Linked DNA regions of Ovis aries: region 2 is linked to region 1. The links are chromatin contacts, called in public Hi-C maps. All regions are on one chromosome and are shown on one strand. The core of a region is the stretch at or near the end of the contact, and the rest is flanking DNA. Distances in the headings are between cores, read along the strand shown.

Region 1 (5,043 bases), core at 1,442-3,941:
AGGGTGGACAGCTGCTGTTAGGGTGTGCCTGGCAGCCCTCCCTCCTCTCCTTGCAGTGGGGCTCGTCTTTCTTGTAGGGAGTTCATTCCAGCTGTCCAAGCAGGGCTGACCAGCACCTGCATCTACCAAAGGTGGGGGTGTGTGACCAGGCTGAGCCAAAGCCTCTCCCTGGTCCCTGTGACTGGTTTGGTAATGTGATGAGTGATTCACAGTGGGCCAGAATCCCAGGTAGTGCTAGTGGTAAGGAATCTGCCTGCCAATGCAGGAGACATAAGAGATGCAGTTTCAATTACTGGGTTGGGAAGATCCCCTGGAGGAGGGCATGCCTACCCACTACAGTATTCTTGCCTGGAGAATCCCATGGACAGAGGAGCCTGGTGGGTTATAGTTCATGGGATTGAAAAGAGTTGGACATGACTAAGTGACTTAGCATGCACACACGGGCCAGAATCACCCCTAAGAATTTCCTGTTACACTTGTCCTCTTTTAAAAGCTTCCTAAGCTTAGAAGGATGAGTCAGGGCCATTGATCAGCCAGGTGCAGAAAACTCAATAAAAACCAGGTAAGCCTGGTCCTGATGGCATTGCTGGAACTCCTGGTTCCACCTGTGCTTGAAGTCCATGCCTGGATTTTCCAAGTACCTGAGCCTGTGTGTTTCCTTTTGGCTAAAGCCAGTTTTTGAGTAGGTTTCTGTCACCTGCAGCCCAAGGCCACAATTGTGGAATGAATGCTAACAAATAAGGCTGTGTATGTGGCTCAAACAGGAACCTGCTACTTGTCACCAGAGAAGCAAGACCTTCCTTCCTATTGAAGAAGAATGCTGGGTGCTTTTGGAAAACCTCCCAACCAGGAAACAAAGTTTGCATCAAACAGCCCCCAAACTACCGTCAAAATCAGTGCCTTCTGGGGAAGATATAAGATGCTGTGAAGCTTGAGCTTAGAACAGTGTTTAGCAATCTCTTCTTTAGGTGGTTCATAAAATACAGGAAAAAGGGGTTTTGCAGTCATATGCATTTGTATAAGATTGGATCATTCAGCCTTTTGAACAGTTAGAGAGTCAGGACATTAAAGTGTTAAGTGTTAGTCGTGTCCAACTCCTTGCAGCCCCATAGACTGTAGCCTACCAGGCTCTTCTATCCATGGAATTTTCCAGGCAATAATACTGGAGTGGATAGCCATTCCCTTCTCCAGGGGATCTTCCCAACCCAGGGATAGAACCTGGGTCTCCTCCATTGCAGGCGGATTCTTTACTGTCTCAGCCACCAGCAAAGCCCCAGGACATTAAAGGACAGAGGCTTTAGAGTACCCATATGCTCCTGTTCCCCACCCCCAAACTCAGATGGGAATAACAATTATTTGGCCATGAAATTTCTCCCCCTCCCCCCCCAGATACTCTGTGAGTCTGAAGTTCCAGAGAATACACTTTGGCCTGAGGTGTAGCCTCTTTGGGTGATGAGGCAATCAGCAGCTTGAGTAGCATCTTGCGTGGGCAGGAGCTTCAGCATTTCTTCGGGCTGTTCTGAGTGACTCCTCCCTGGCCACAGCGCCCTGTGGCCTCCCATCTGTAGAATGGGACCGCGTCCAAGGCTTGCCAGCAAGAGTAACTCACAGGTATCAGCAGAGCCCCATTTCAACATTAAGATTCCATTATGTCAGAGTCATAAGGCTAATGGGACCTCTTGTTATGTAATTTCAGCAATAAACTAAAATCGTTTGTTTCCAACGGTGGTTGAAAACACTGAAGACTGTTGCTTAGGTAAGTGTAACTGTGGTGGCAGGGGAAAAACAACATACAACCCACAATCACACACACAAATGAAATCCTGGCCACTGGTTCCTGTGCCAAGTCACAGAACAAAAAGTGCAACTCTGGAAGCTCCCCCTCTGCAAGTGGCCGGATTACCTTTGACTGCCACGGAGATGGTCGTGTTCTCCCCGACCAGGTAGCCGCAGGGAAGCAGCTCGGGGGTCTCGGAGGTGTTGCTGCGCTTGACGTCCCCGATGCTGTAGCCAAGGACGCTGTCTGAGTTCAGCCCCAGCTGACTCACTGGGTCAATGTGGACAATGTACTCCTGGAAAAAATCAAATAAAGACCCCGTCAAAGATGTGGGAAAAAAATCTGTGGAAGACCCACGTTTTCGTTGGGTGATTTATGATCATCTTCTCCTCTTCCCCAGCTGATGCCTGAGTTGAAACTGACCTGTGGAATGGCGGGGCAGAAGAGCTGACTTTCAATGGAGGGGGCGGTGTCCTCGCATCACAGGCCCCTTAAAGCACAGATTTATGTGGCTAGTGATGGGAGGGTGGCAAACCCTAAAAAGATGGTGAACGTGTAGTCTGGATAAACCAAGCAGGGAAGCTATGGTGCTTTTCCTATAAGTTCAGCTGAAGTTTTAAAGACACTGGGGCCTGTGAATGGGGCTGGAAAATGCATGAAGAAGTGCATGAAATGCATGAAAATTCTGATAAGAAATCTCTCCACCAGCCCCTTCTTTTGGCTCAGGTCAAGGGCCATACTAAATGACAAAGGGAACAAAACTCCGGGCTGCTAAAAAAAAAAGCAGCTCTAGAATTTTACATAAACAAACGCGTGTTTAATTTGGAAAGTGTTCCAGATTAGGTGAGTGAGTGAGAGGTTTTAGGTCAATGACCTTGGAACAAAGTCCGTGGGCTCTGTGGTAGCCAAACAACTGAGCTGGAATCCTGATAACAAGCTGCTACCTTTAATGGTCTCACTTCTCACCTGTGACACCTCCCTGGCTCTTTTCAGCCTGATCTGTGGTCATTTTAGTCCAAGGATGTCCCAACTGCCCATGAACAGAGACAAGGTTCGGGCCGGGGCAGCAGGCATGGTCTGCCCTAAGCCATTTCCGCCTTTTACCCCGTCTCACTTCTGCAGACTGGTCTGCTCAAAATGGGAAGCAAGCTTGAGTCCAAGGACAGAATTTTCTCTGTGCCACCTCAGTCTAGATGCTGGGAAACTAGAGCATACTAGGTTAAAAGTCAGATTTCGAAATCAGACCAACAATCAGACCAATATGGTCTCTGACACACAAAAAATGTGGGCTATTATTAATACTTGGGGATGTGATGAATGAACACTCTGGTCATTGACGTACTTTAGGGCAATAGACCAAAAAATGTACTAAAAGCTTCTTTCAAATCACCAACACACCAAGGTTCACCTAGATGCTCATTAGTTATTTCTCCTGTGGCAAACACCCACTCCAATGATGTGATTAGAACGAACAGAAAAGTAACTGTGCCAACATCCTTGACACTAGCCGTGGGTCAGAGGTCAATGTCACACATAGCACAAATCACACTCTGAAATGTTGGCACAGGACACTGGGCGAGGTGGATTAGATCCCCTCACCAAAATGAGGGGTGGAAATGGGATGTCTTGGCCCCGGACTCAGGACACACAGTTCAAGACACACCCAACAGGACAGTCTAAGGTGAAGACAGAATGTGGCCATTAGCAGTTCACTTTGAGAGGCTCGTGCAATGGTTCCAGGCTGGGGAAATGCCCCTCGCTGGCTGGCCAGCCTCTGCAAAGGGCAGGCATTCTCGTCTGTTGGTCCTGTCACCAGTCTGTACTTAGCATCCTCCTTCTGTTCCCTTGACAACCAGGCATAAGTCCCAGCAACGGAAGAATGTGGGAGAAGGGACACAGGCCAAAAAATGACCAGGTTCAGGGAACAAACCACCCTTTCTTATCCCGAGGCCCAGGCCCCCACTTGGGTGGCTGTCTCCACGAAGCACTTACTTTGAAGAGCCGTCTAACCACCCCATCAAGCACGTCCCACTTCGTCTTGCCACTAACTCCAATGCAGCCGATGAGGAAGAGGTGCGGTCTGGAATCCTAAGGGTGAGATGTCCACAGGTGAAAAACAGGTGGATCCTTTCTGACTCAGGTTAGCAGAGGACTTGGATTGTCTTAGAACTCCACCAGTGGCTTGAGAGGGGCTCACAAGTCCTGTTTGCTTTAACACCAGATATAACTTGGACTAAATGCAACTGTCTTAAACACTTTCCTGCTCTATCACAACCCATGGGTCAGGAAGAGAGGGTCTCCTTTCTAGAATCTAGAACCTTTTACTGAAGGTGTACCTCATATGGATGTAGATCACATATCCCCTGTGGGGAATGCTCTCCTCTCTCCTTTCTGCCATCTCTCCCTTTCCAAACTTTGCTTATGAACTCACCTCTTCCAGGAAGCCTTCAATGATTAACCCACCAGGCTCACCACTCACACTGCTTCAATAGTTCTGTGTACAACTTATATGATGATATATTTTGTACTTGTTTATTTTGAGGTATTTGCCTTATTTGTCTGTCAAGTTTGTCTCCTTGTTAAATCTTAAATTCCTTTGGGATCTTTTTCTTTTCTTCTGGTTTTTTTTAATAATATTGATTTCTTTCCTTCTAGTTAAAATTTTAAACATGCTCAATTCTGAAAACCAGTAAGACTCCCAGAAGTTCACACACACAAAAAATCTTTTTCTACTTCTTTTGCCTTCCTGCCCACAGAGCTCTGCATAGTAGGGGCTAACTGATCACACTGACTAAAGGAAACTAGTAGAACATTCCATTCTGTTTGGTTTTAAAATATCTGACATGCTGATAAGAATATAATAATTAGGAGGGTAGAGAGAAGAGGGGAGAGCTGGGGATATATTTGCCAGCTGAGCAACATCAGCAGAGAAGAAAGCACCTGTCTTGCAGTGAGATGATCTGGCCCCACCACTTCCCTTACAGCCTTAGGTAAGTGATGCTGGGGTCCTGGGTTTCTCAACTGTAAAAGGGAGATGATAAAATCTGGGCAGCCAACCTCATCAAGATGTGGTGACCCAGAACAACACCATTTTGAAAAGGGACAAAGTTTTATAAGGTGTTAGATCTATCTGTGTGTGTTGATGATCATTAGAATAAAAGGCATTCACAGGTATCATACGTTATAAGAATGACTTCTACCTGGGTAATCTATCACTCTACCAGCCGAGCTCTGAAAATGGAGTTGTTTATTGGATCTTTCTAAAC
Region 2 (5,563 bases), core at 3,009-5,508, 130 kb after region 1:
GAGTATAACATGTGTCTTATTGAGAATTACAGGGACATGGTATCTGACTGACAGTGGGCTGCTGCAAGAGCTAAGGATTCTGACCTTAAGAAGTCTGCAACAACCAATCACACGCCCTCTCTTTCAGTGTGAACAGAGCCTGAATTCTAATTTGAATAAGATGGTTCTTTGGGACACCAGTCCACTATCCTCTCCATCTGCTGGCTCTCTAAATAAAGTTGCCATTCCTTTACCCAACAACGCACCCCTCAATTTATTGGGCTATTGTGCAGTGAGTGGTATGAGTCTGGACTGGGTAACATTACCAGCTGTGTGACCTATTCAAGTAACCTAACCTCTCTGAGCTTGGTCTCCTCAACCATAAAGAGAGGATGAAAAGCAGCCTTTATTTCAAAAAACTGATGTAAAGGACAAGTGAGATAATGCATGTAGCGAGCTCCACTGAGCGCCCAGCCCACGAGAAAGACCCCAGGGCAGCTTAGCTGTTGTGAATTCCAGCACCACCGCTGCGAGGCAGGCAAAAGGACACACGGTAGCAGGCGGGCTGGTTGACTTCGACGTGGCCTTTTCCCAGCTCAGCAGAGCCAACACCACGTTTATTCTGCCCCACGTTTCTAACAACTTGAGCTGTCTTTACCCTTTAAACTTCACTGTTCAAGTACGTGAGATTTCTCATTTCAAAACAGATGCCTGGGCAATGACAAGTACAAAGCTCTGGGAACTGGGACACGGACCCCAACGATGCAGCAAAGAGAGACACAGACCCCCGTCTCCAGCTTGTTACAAGATCAGGAGGTGAGTATGGGCTTGATTTATAGCTGGGAGATCCTGGAGACAGACATGGGCCTCTCCTTAGACTCTGAATCTTATTTTAGTCTGGAGTCTCAAAAAAAGCATCATCCTTCCAGAGGTGTCCATGTCAGGATTAAGCGGAAAGATCAAAACCTCTACTTCTTGGGGACATTGCTTATCAGGACCTGGGAATTCTGGAAGAGTTGTGATGACTTTCCAAGGCATGCACAGACTCATGATTTGTGGTCATATCCCAGGTAGGATCTATTAGCCTCGAGCCCTCACAGATGTTTCTACAAGCTGTGTTGCTCTTTGTCTCTAGACCACAGGTAAGCCGCCTCCTGACCCAGATGACTCATTCCTACTGATCACACTACATAGCCTGCTGGCAGACTGTACTGGTTAATTTTATGGGTCAACCTGGCTAGGCTGTGATACGTAGATACTTGGGGAAATATTAGCCTAGATACTGCTGTGAAGCTGCTTTTTAGAGGGGATCAACATTTAAACTAGTAAACTTTGAGTAGAGTAGATTATGCTCCAAAATATGGGTGGGCTTCATCTAATCCATTGAAAGTCAAAAGAGAATAAAAGACAGATGTTCCCAGAGAAGAGGAAATTCCGCCTCTAGGCTGTCTTTGGGCTTGAGATGCAACATCATTTTTCCCTCTGACAAACCCTAATACACAGACAGACTCTCACCCACTTAGCATGTATCTGGCTATCGTGCTCAAGAATAAGAAATGGTATTACCTCATCTTAATTAACATTCTAAGTAGGATAAAAGAGCAGGAAAGCAAATAGAGGCAATGATTCCAAAACCCCAAAAGGAACAACCGTTCCGTATGTGCCAAACACTTTTGAAACACTATCTCCTTTCCTATGTACACTGAAGAGGCAGCCTGTCGCTCAATAAGTGGGAAACAGGCTTAGAAAAGGAAGCCGATTCGCCAAGGTCACACAGCTGGCAAGCAAGGAATATGAAAGTCAGATCTTCTGACCACGAATCTAGAGTTTCTTCCATTCAACCATGTCTCCAGAGCAGCATGGTGAGAGGATCATGAGTTCCCAGCAAAATTTCAATTTCTTATCTTGATCTCAGTTCAGGCACATATGGTCTATTTTAGGGCCAAAATACTCCCAACCTCATCCAAATGGTTCTTTTCATCTTTACCTCAACTCGAACTTGGTGGCCTCCAACCTTGCCATCATAAATCTGTAGAACCACTCTGTAGCTGCTGGCCCTTGAAAAGTAGCTGGAAAGGGTGCTTTCGGTGCTCTAAAAGCTGAAGACAAAGATAAATACGACTGGGTTTTCTAGACAAGAGCCATGCAAAGGCTAAACAGGAAAAACAGAGGACCTTCAGTTCTACCTGTGACATAATCTCTCCATTCAAGGTACGCATGCAGATCTCCCTGGTGGCCCACTGTTCAAGAATCTGCCTGCCAATGCAGGATCGATACCTAGTCTGGAAAGATTCCACATACACAGGGCAGCTCGGTCCATGTGCCACAACTACAGAGCCCGCCCTCTGGAGCCCGTGAGCCGCAACTCCCGAGCCCACGTGCTGCAGCTGCTGAAGCCGGCTCACCGTGGAGCCTGTGCTCCGCAGCAAGAAAAGCCACCACAATGAGAAGCCCGTGGATCACAACTAGAGAGTAGCCCCTGCTCATCGCAACTGGAGAAAGTCCACGCACTGCAGGGAAGACGCAGCACGGCCAAAAGTAAGTAAACGAATGAACACATTTTAAAAAAAAAAAGGCATCTTTGCAAAACACAGAGTAGAGCAAGAGGTGCCTGCAGACTCTATCAGAGAAGGCAGTCCTGGAGAAGCAGAAAATACTCTGCTCGGAGAAACAGAGGAACCGAGATCTTAATGAAATGCCGGCACACGAAGGGAAAGAAGAGAAGGGCAGCCATCTGTTACAAATCTCGTTCATGCGCTTACAAGCAACCAAGTTAACAATTAGCCTCTTGGCTCTTCATTTTTATCAGTAAAATGAAAACCTCCTATAAAGTTCAGGGGTTATATATAGTACCTGGCACACAGAAGATGTGTGATATACACTAGCTCCTACTCCATCATCCATCGAGGGCTGCAGAGCTGGCATTTGTTTTCCCTGCATGTGTAAGCATCCTTTGGTAACTGTGAGCTCACAGTCCCTGCTTTATCCTGACGAAGGATCTATATCGATCAAAAGTGAGATCGCAAAAGAAGGCGTACCAAATGGTCAGCCTGAGAACTGATCCTGTCAGTCAGACACCCCAGAGCAAAGCCTGGGACAGAGGAGACCCCTGTTAAAAAACTTGTTGACTTGAAATAATTAAAAATGGAGTCTCTTTGCAGCACAGATTAATGGACACTTTCCCTTGGTTGGATAGGTGGGGCTGATCTGAGTAAGGCCAAAGCGGCTGCGTTGATGATGCTCACCAACAAAGAGCCCTGTGAAGGGCAGGAAGTCTGTTCCAACAGAAGGGAAGAAGGGAATGGGATATAGTACGTACTGTTACCCCGCACCAGGCCCTGAAATGGGTATTATACGTGCATCCTATCCCATTTAATCTGGGCAACACCATCACTATTACGAGAAGGGTTTGGAAGGGTCTAGCAGCAGTGCGCGTGTCACCTCATTCAATTGGTCACCGCAACTCCAGACGTTAATATTCTCATCTGTAGATGAGGGAAGCCCGTTCCCCAGAGAAGAAAGTGAGAACAGAAGAGGTCCCCTCGGGGCCTGCCCTATTGTCAGACCCCCCACATCGTGCCTCCCAATGTGAACATTTACCACCATCTGTCTTGGGTTAGACTTAACTGTTGAGCACAGGTCAGCCTCCCCCTTGGGCCCGGAGCTTCCTCCGGGCAAGAACTGGAAGGCTGTGGGAGTGGAGTTTTCCTAAAGTGCTGAAACACTCAGCCGGCCCTGGTCCGGGGGTGGCCTGCAGGCCTGAGACAGTCTAAGGGCAGTGAGCGGTGCCAAGAGGCAAGAGGGCAAGCTGGCAAAGGATGGACAGACATCAGCTATTTCAGACAGTGCAGCGCAGGCCGGAGCCTGGGAGCTGACCTTGACTCTCTGGCATCTCCATGCCCCCAGGTCAGGCAGAGTTTTAGAAGAGAGTCTCTCTGACTCCATGTGCCCATTCCTGGGGCCTTGGCCTTACCCAGAGCTGCGTCACCCCTCCCTGGACGCAGAGCTCCTGGCCTGAGCCCACCCCCGCCAGTCTTGAATCTCCAGCCAACCCACCCCCAAACAAGGCACCACCCTTACAGAACTACGCCCGGCACCCATATGTCTTCATGCCTTTGTTCTTGACCTCCGTCTGCCTGGCTGCTTGCTTATCCTTCAAGGCTCAGCTCACGGGTCCTGAAGGTGCTATCACTGCTGCTGGTGGGGGACACCAAACACAGTGCTGAGTGCTCTGTCCATGCAGCCGGCAGACTCTGGGCCAAGTTCACGGGCATGAACTCACTGAAGCCACACAAGAGCTCTGAGACGGGCCCGGGAGCGTGCTCCAGGGCACCAAGCCCAGAGCAGAGCAGCTAGGCTGGCCTTCACGCCATGGGTCCCAGCTCACAGCACACACTCATCTCCGCTCACTGTCCTCTTGGAAGGCGCTGCTTCCCTTCTCCGGAGCTCCCCCGTCCTGACACTGACCTGTCACCCGCCTGTTCTGTGAGCATCCTCGGGGATGCTCTGTGTCTCATTCGTTTCCCTCAGCCTTCCTGTCTTCGGCACGGTCTCCAGTACACAACAAACTCCATAAACACTTTTTAAATGGCATTTTACTGCCTTTTGCCTGGAGCCTCCCCAGAAGGCAGGCCCAGGAAGGGTTTCCAGGCCCAGGGGAGCCCATGCATGGGAGGATGTCGCTGAGGATGGGCGAGCAGGCGGTGGGCGGCCCCTCCAGAGGGTTTTCTTCTCCCCAGAGCACCCACTTTCATTCACTTCTCCCCTTCCTTCCCCGCAGGATTCTGTGGTCGGGGGTGGGAGTGGGAAGGGATCAAATCTCAAAGCAAGCTAGGAATTTCCCAAGCAGTCGGGACCCAGTTCCTGAGAAGACAAGGCACCCCTCTCCCCCCTCTCTTCCCCCTCTCTCTTCCCCATAAATTACTAGGCCAACATTTGCTCTTACGAGTAACGGTCTGAGCTGCCCATGTCAAAGTTGGACCACACTTCATTTCTCCACGGGGCTGTTCTCCAGGAAACCTTTTTTTGCATTCTGTTCTCTGCCTGCTAAATCTATCGTCACTGACACCAACAGTGGTGTGAGCAGGCTTGGGAAGCTGGAGAATTTCTCTACTTTCACCATGTCCTGAGCTCAACTGTTCTTTCTCCTCTGATTAAACTGCCTGCTCAGCTGCCTACAAGGGCTGAGTTATTGTCCACACTCAGTAAATCAAGCAAGTCTGCGGTGTGGGGAAGAAGACGTGCTCAAAAGCGATGCCGCCCCAGCCACTGGGGACAGACAACTCATCTTGGTAGCCAGAGCCACCAGTCCGCAGCACCGCCCGGGTCAGATGATGTCACAGCCAGGTGAGGAGAGCTGGCATGTGCTCAGCGACACTTCGGGAAATGAATCCTGCCCGCTGCACGACCCCCCGTGCTCGCTCACTCTGCCCAGGGAAACGGGTCACAGGGTTTGCCTATGAATTTTAACACCAAGGAAAATATCAGAAGGGGCCACGCATTCCTGGTTTCTGTGAATTCATGCACTGCTAAGACTTGTACAAATCACCAAGGGAAGTGAGGAAACACCAAGGGAAGTAGGGAA

The links. A called contact is a pair of places that touch in the nucleus more often than the background predicts.
Region 2: a Hi-C map of liver shows a contact between it and region 1, with 6 times the contacts expected there. The contact joins two enhancer-like sites. A contact is called at or near these places in 9 of 16 Hi-C or Micro-C datasets (hypothalamus, liver, mesenteric adipose tissue and 5 more).

The regions. Positions count from the first base shown.
Region 1 is chr21:22,366,725-22,371,767 of ARS-UI_Ramb_v3.0, forward strand. It overlaps NAV2 (neuron navigator 2), which reads right to left. Exons shown (of 40, transcript XM_060403976.1): 32 at 3,770-3,865; 33 at 1,904-2,072. Among named protein-coding and RNA genes, the nearest start is that of DBX1, 67 kb to the left of the region's middle. Within about 2 kb of position 2,692, at least 3 of the 54 cell types and tissues checked have an H3K27ac peak or open chromatin away from gene starts, as enhancers often do. A contact at or near this core is called in liver, where this site is marked.
Region 2 is chr21:22,495,768-22,501,330 of ARS-UI_Ramb_v3.0, forward strand. The region is part of intron 12 of NAV2 (neuron navigator 2); the gene reads right to left. Among named protein-coding and RNA genes, the nearest start is that of DBX1, 200 kb to the left of the region's middle. Within about 2 kb of position 4,259, at least 5 of the 54 cell types and tissues checked have an H3K27ac peak or open chromatin away from gene starts, as enhancers often do. A contact at or near this core is called in liver, where this site is marked.